Regions from separate parts of the Mus musculus genome. Here region 2 is linked to region 1. The links are chromatin contacts, called in public HiChIP or PLAC-seq maps. All regions are on one chromosome and are shown on one strand. Each heading gives the region's core, a stretch centred on a gene start, on an enhancer-like site or on the middle of the called end of the contact. The rest is flanking DNA. Distances are from core to core; before and after follow the strand shown.

Region 1 (2,892 bases), core at 231-2,730:
ATAACTTTCTTTGTTCTGTATAACTACAAGACATCATGGAACTACCTGTATGTTGGAATTTGGGGTGACCTAAATCCGTATTGCAAGGCAATAGTCACCCAAAATAGTCCCAGAATAAACAATTTCTCGGTTTGGCACCGAAGGGAGCAACATAGATTCATTTCCCTTGTTATCTGGGAGCTGTGCACAGAAGGTGAACTGCATGCAAGCAAGTATACACTGGGCTGCTGGTGGGCTGTAGTAACTTTAGAGTGTCAGCAAGAAAGCAAAGAACCTTGGCTCTGGTCAAAGCAGGCTTCCTGGCCAGGTACATGGTAGCAGGGTGGGCTTCACTTGGAGAAGTGTACTTTTCTTAGAGTAGGGCCTGCTGGAGCCACCTGGAGCGTAGGCTAGGGAGTAATGCTGGTGGGTCTGGATGCTTTGAGCTAGGGAGCTGGGAGCGAGGCTGAGGAAATAATCTACTTTTTCAAATGGCTTTGAAAGTTTCCAGAACTGGGCACCAATGTCATCCTGGCTTCCAAGTCACCTGAATCCTGATAGGTAACAGATCTATCTGTGGTTTTCTAAACTGTGAAGATCAGACCTATGCCGTGGCGTCTACACCTTGGTCAGGCAACTGTGGCACAGACCTCAGTTGGGAACTTGCGGGAAATGTAGGTTCAAAGACCTAGTCCCACTGACCTAGGACTTCCGAAAGCATGCCAGAATCTATAGAGAGTCACTATTGCAGTCTCTGTGCCACTGAGCAAAAAAACTGCCACCCGGATAAACTCTTAGTTCCCTTCTGAAGAAAAAAAAAATGGTGCCTATAACTTTGGAGCTAAAAATCCTCGCGCTGTCATTTTCAATTGAACTGTTCTTATCACCCATAGGAAGAGAAAGGTGGCCAAGGATCTGCAGTGTCTGGGAGAATGCAGTGGCGGGGAGAATGCAGTGGCGGGGAAAGGCAGGGGGAAAGGCCAGGGCCAGAAAAGGCAGGGACCACAAAGAAACAGCCGAATTAATTTACAGGACGGGTCACGAGAGGGTCTTTGCAGCATTGCTCAAAGCCACCATCATGCCAGCCATGGCTTAGCAGGTAGTCAGCCTGACCCTCATTTCTGTTGTCCCTCAAGACATAAGGACACCTTCCTTCCAGCCCAGTACAGGTTTCCCGCTATAGCTGAAAGAAAGTCCTGTGGCTTCTGTAGCTAAAGATTCCCTAACCCCACCCTCAGCGCTCCCAGCTTCAAAGACTGGAGGGGGAAAAAAAAACAATTTAAATCCACACACTCAAGCTTTGCAAGGTTCTGATTACTTGGGCCTATCAGGGATAACCTTCCCACTTTATCAAGCACTGTGACAAGCCTACCACAATCAGACAGTAGCTATAGCAACCATGTCAAGCTTTGGCGCCTTCACAAAGGCAAAATGCAGTCTTTTCATTGGTGGCTGTAGCCAGGCCAGGTTTTTCTCGGCAGGAGCCCAGAACTGCAAGACAATGACCAACCCCTGCTGCCTGTGACCTGCGGCTCCGACAGGCCTCACCAGGGCCACTTCTATTTCACTCTGTCTTATTTCACTTTGTCACTATCTTGAAGAGAAAAAACAGCAGGAATTCTCCCAAACATGCCCTCCCTTTGCCCCTGCAAGGGTAGGAAATGTCAGCCGTGGGGCTCTGAATCACAGGGACCAAAAGGAACAGGGGACGCACAGTAAATCTACAGAGCTCGGGACATTCAAGCCTGAGTGCTAATTTCTGAGCTGTCAATCAGAGTTGATGAATAAAATACAGGCAGGAGGGGGGAGGTGCACCCGCCACGTTCCCTCCCTCTTGGGCCTTTAGGGCTGGTTTCTGTTTAATTCATGCTAAATATGGCTTTTCCATAAGCATCTATGGAGGTCACTTTGCATATTACCAATACAGTGAGATGGCCTTTCTAGAGTCAGAGGAGCCCCACCCCATCAGTTGAAGACACTTTTAACTCCATTAGCTGAGAAGGTGGCTGGAAACAGATCAGGAAGGCAGGCTGCTTTGATCTGCTTTTTTGGTGACACTCCGAGGAAGGAGAAGAAAGCACCAACAGCTCTCAAAAGCCATCCTGCTTATCCTGCTTATGAAATGAAAAGATGTCTCCTTCTGTAAGTCAGAACAAAAAACTTTAATTAACTCTCCTCTCTCCCCTGTTGGATACCTAATCTCCCGTCACACCTGGAGTGTTTAAAAAAAAAAAAAAAAAAAGAAGTGGAACATATTCTGTGTGTTTTTTTTTTTTCCTTCAACTTGTATAAAAGGAATTCATTTGTATTAATGGCCCCTTCCCTCTTTGATCCCTATTAGATTCTCCAGTGTTTGAGACTTATATCTGACATAAGCTTACCCTACCCTCCACCGACTGTTACAACAGAAGGTATAGCTTTCGAAGAAATACATTTGACCCTCTCTACAGGGAAAGGATGGGAGACCACATATTGGCCCAGTGAGAAAGTTTATAATCCGACATCAATGTGCTCTTCTTTCTTTTTTTCTCTGTAATTGCTATTAATTAAATCAAAAGTCAGACTTCGTTTTATTACAGCTTTATAAAATGTGCTCAGCGTGGGTCTTGTAACGAGCCTGGCAGAAATTGAAATATTCCAAGGAGACACATTTATTTCTTAATCTTAAAGGAAATCCCTGTCCTAAAACCAGGGCCATAAAAACAGATCCAGGGCTTTAAGAAACCTACCTGCCCACTACCCCACCTCCACCTTCCCACCCTAGTCCCCTCCCCTCCCCCCTTGCTGGGAAATCAGGCAATACCCATCCCACAGCAAGGTGCCCAGAGGAAGAAAGATAAAGGAAACTGACTTATCCCTGTCCCTGCAGTTTTCAAAAGCAGTTACAGGCCTGATATCAGGCCCCCAACTCTC
Region 2 (2,892 bases), core at 159-2,658, 180 kb after region 1:
CTGGTCAGAAGGTACAAATTAGGAATCCTGGCAGCCACGGGTATGCTGGGTTCAATGGCCCTACCCATGGGTTTGTAGGCCACTCACATTACACCCTGGGCTTCCTTCCTGGAAAAGGCTTATCCTGAGATGACACTCCATAGTAGCCGTTGGGAGACACCTGTTCTGACCTTAACACCACCACCCACTCCCACCCCACCTCCCTGCGCCCCTTCTGAAAACAGCTGTATGAACAGAGGGTCTGTTGCTGGGCAGTTAGGCAGCCACTCATATACAAAGATCTGTGCCAGATTCTTTTTAAAAAATAGTTTTTGTTTGTAAGCCCCTAAACAAACTCACTCACACCACCCACCGCCCACAGGGGGCAGCTGAGAGCCAGCAGCCAACAGGCATCAGGGAGCACGCGCGGGGCTAACCCTGCCCTCTGCGCGATTCTGGCCTCCAAAGACAGTGATGCCAGTAGACCTGGCGCACTCGCCTGACAGTCAGGCTTCTTTAAATACACACTCCCTCCTCCTCGCCCAGACCCCATGCCCATCCTGGTGTGCCCCATGCCTAGAAAAGTGTGTTACAACAAGGCAAGAAAAAAAATCCCCTTTTCAGAGGAGAAAAGCCCCATTTCTGGTGCCTGGGATTTAGCTCTCAGTATTTCCACCGAGTACCCTCCTGCCTGCTCTCAAGAGTCGCACACCTCTTCCCTGGGTCGAGCCCAGGTCTCCGGGTGCACGTGGGCGGTGGCAACTCCCATCTGCTCCGGGCCCAGTACCCACTAAGGCCCCGGGTCCTGACCCACCTGTAGCCTCCAAGCTCCCCTCCGCGTCCTTCTAGCAGACCTCCGCCTGCGAAGCCCAGGACCCCCAGCAGGCGACCTCTCACCCCAACGCTCTCTCGCTTGTTTGTTTTGCTTTTTTTCCCCCTCTTCATCGGGGGAAAAAAAGTTGGCCCAGAATCTGGCGTCCCATCGATCTGTCCCCATCCCCACGCGACCTGCACCAGGGGGCTCGCCTAACAGCTCCGGAGCCCCCGAGGTGCCACGAGGAGCTGTCGCCTGCTCACCCGGATCCCGGGCCAGCAGAGCCAGCGACCCAGGCCTCTGCGCGCCACCTCGCCGGCCCGCCGCACGCCCACCTACCTTAGGGGACCAGCAGCGGTGACCGTGGCGCGGGCGGAGACAGCGTGCTGTGTCCCGGGATGAAAGTTTGTGCCATGCAGAGCAGGGCGGCGCGCGGACGACGCGACCCCGGGGGTGGGGGCAGAGCGCGGGGCGCGGCCGCTCGCTTGTCGTCTGTCCCTCCGGCGCTGGCCGCACAGGTACCTCTCCAGAGCCAGTGGCCGCCGCGCTCCCGCTCGCTGCGCTCTGCGCCCTGCGCGCTCTGATTCCAGCCCCGCCGCCCCCACTCCACCCCGCGCCGCCGCCGCCGCCTCCGCCGCGCGTCCGCCCGCTACACTTCCTCTTCCTCTGAACTCATGTGCAAAATATGCTGTGCTGCATCTTCTTGGGGGAAGCCGAGCGGCCCCTGGCAGCCCCGCACGAGAGACCCGTCCGCCCCGTGCGTCGCCAGCGCCGCGCAACCGGGCTCTCCCTCCCCCTCCCCCTAACCCCACCTCTCTTTCCCAGGCTTGGGTTTTGGGACCTGCTTAGGAGAGCACCAAGGTGGCAGCCAAAATACTGGGAAGGCGACGGCCATCAACGTGCTGATTGATGGCTAGGGCGGGGAGGAGAGCTAGAAAGAGATCCATTCTGGACCCATTCCACAGGTGGGAACGTCCCCAGGCAGCTTCTGCTCCCAGGTTTATCTCTCCGAAAGTAGTGCTTGGGAAGAGAAATAGTACCACTGGCCTCAGCCTCTTTCCCGACTTTATCCAGGTATCCAAAGGTTTGAGATCCTGATGCAATTGGGTCATCTTAGCCTAGCAAAATGGATTCCCCAATGAGAATCCATAAGGCTGTTCCCTAAAACAGGGCTGCTTTACCATAGTGAAAGTGTGAAATCCTGTCTCCTTGAGGCCAGTAAAACAAAACAGAATTACCGTGCAGGGCTTGAGAGCAGGAACCCTAGAGACAAATGGTCAGGATGGATTGCTGCCTTCTGTCCTTACTTCCCAGTGACTGGGGGTGACTTTGGGCCTGTTCATCGGCCAACCAGCACTTCCTTGTGTCTTATTAAATGGAAAATGCTTGGAAGCGTTCTATAATTCTGCGATTATCGTTATTATCATCATTACCATAAGGGGCTGAGATTTAATTGATTACCCTGTTCTGGTTGGGCAAAGAAGGGTCCTTAGGCATTGGAGCTACACGCGGCAGAGGGCTGGCTGATCTAGACCCTGTGTTTTAATGAGGTCCTTCTGGTACTAGAAACATGCGCGAGGGGGGAGGCAGCACTGCCTGTTTACAGGAACTCCTCTTGTGAGAGCTACTCAGGGATTTTCTTCCCTGTGGCCCTCTCCTACTCCCCCCATCACTCTGCCCCTGAATTGTCTTTTTACTCCTCTGCCTATTTACCCACCCCATCCCGGCATTCCGCCCACTTTTCTCCACATTTCCCTATCCCTAGTTCATGTCTGGAAATAATAAGCCAGGACAGGGGTCCAGGGCACCCCAGTGTTGAACATTTATTTATGAAGTCAAAGGGAGGGAGGGTGCCTTTCCGCTAAAGATCCTGCTGAGACCTGGAAATCAGGACTCTTACACCAGTGTTCAGGACCGTTGATGGTCACTACAGAGAGAAAACAGCACCTAACAGAACCTAACAGTGCCAGCCAGTGGTCAACAAGAAATCGCAGGGCATCAAAGAAGAGAGGGACAAGGAGGAGGACAGGGAGAGGCAGAGGCAGAGGGAGAGAGACAAACATGGAGAGACACAGAGAGGAGACAGATTATTTTTAAGC

The links. HiChIP or PLAC-seq counts read pairs in DNA pulled down with a chosen protein or histone mark.
Region 2: a contact with region 1 is called in an H3K4me3 HiChIP or PLAC-seq map of forebrain, with 5 times the contacts expected there. The contact joins the promoter of Rftn1 here to the enhancer-like site in region 1. A contact is called at or near these places in 8 of 39 promoter capture datasets (the C10 cell line, the HPC-7 cell line, cranial neural crest and 5 more), 1 of 15 datasets of contacts at CTCF or cohesin (large pre-B cells), 3 of 484 Hi-C or Micro-C datasets (bone marrow-derived macrophages, embryonic fibroblasts and reprogramming fibroblasts), 15 of 115 datasets of contacts at active chromatin or transcription factors (the SCID.adh cell line, bone marrow-derived macrophages, craniofacial prominence and 11 more) and 4 of 9 other capture datasets (adipose tissue, embryonic stem cells, liver and 1 more).

The regions. Positions count from the first base shown.
Region 1 is chr17:50,005,436-50,008,327 of GRCm38.p6, forward strand. The region is part of intron 7 of Rftn1 (raftlin lipid raft linker 1); the gene reads right to left. Among named protein-coding and RNA genes, the nearest start is that of Gm52302, 28 kb to the right of the region's middle. Within about 2 kb of position 1,481, at least 85 of the 459 cell types and tissues checked have an H3K27ac peak or open chromatin away from gene starts, as enhancers often do. A contact at or near this core is called in craniofacial prominence, embryonic basal ganglia, embryonic forebrain and 3 more, where this site is marked.
Region 2 is chr17:50,189,089-50,191,980 of GRCm38.p6, forward strand. It overlaps Rftn1 (raftlin lipid raft linker 1), which reads right to left and starts at 1,409. Exons shown (of 10, transcript NM_181397.2): 1 at 1,133-1,409.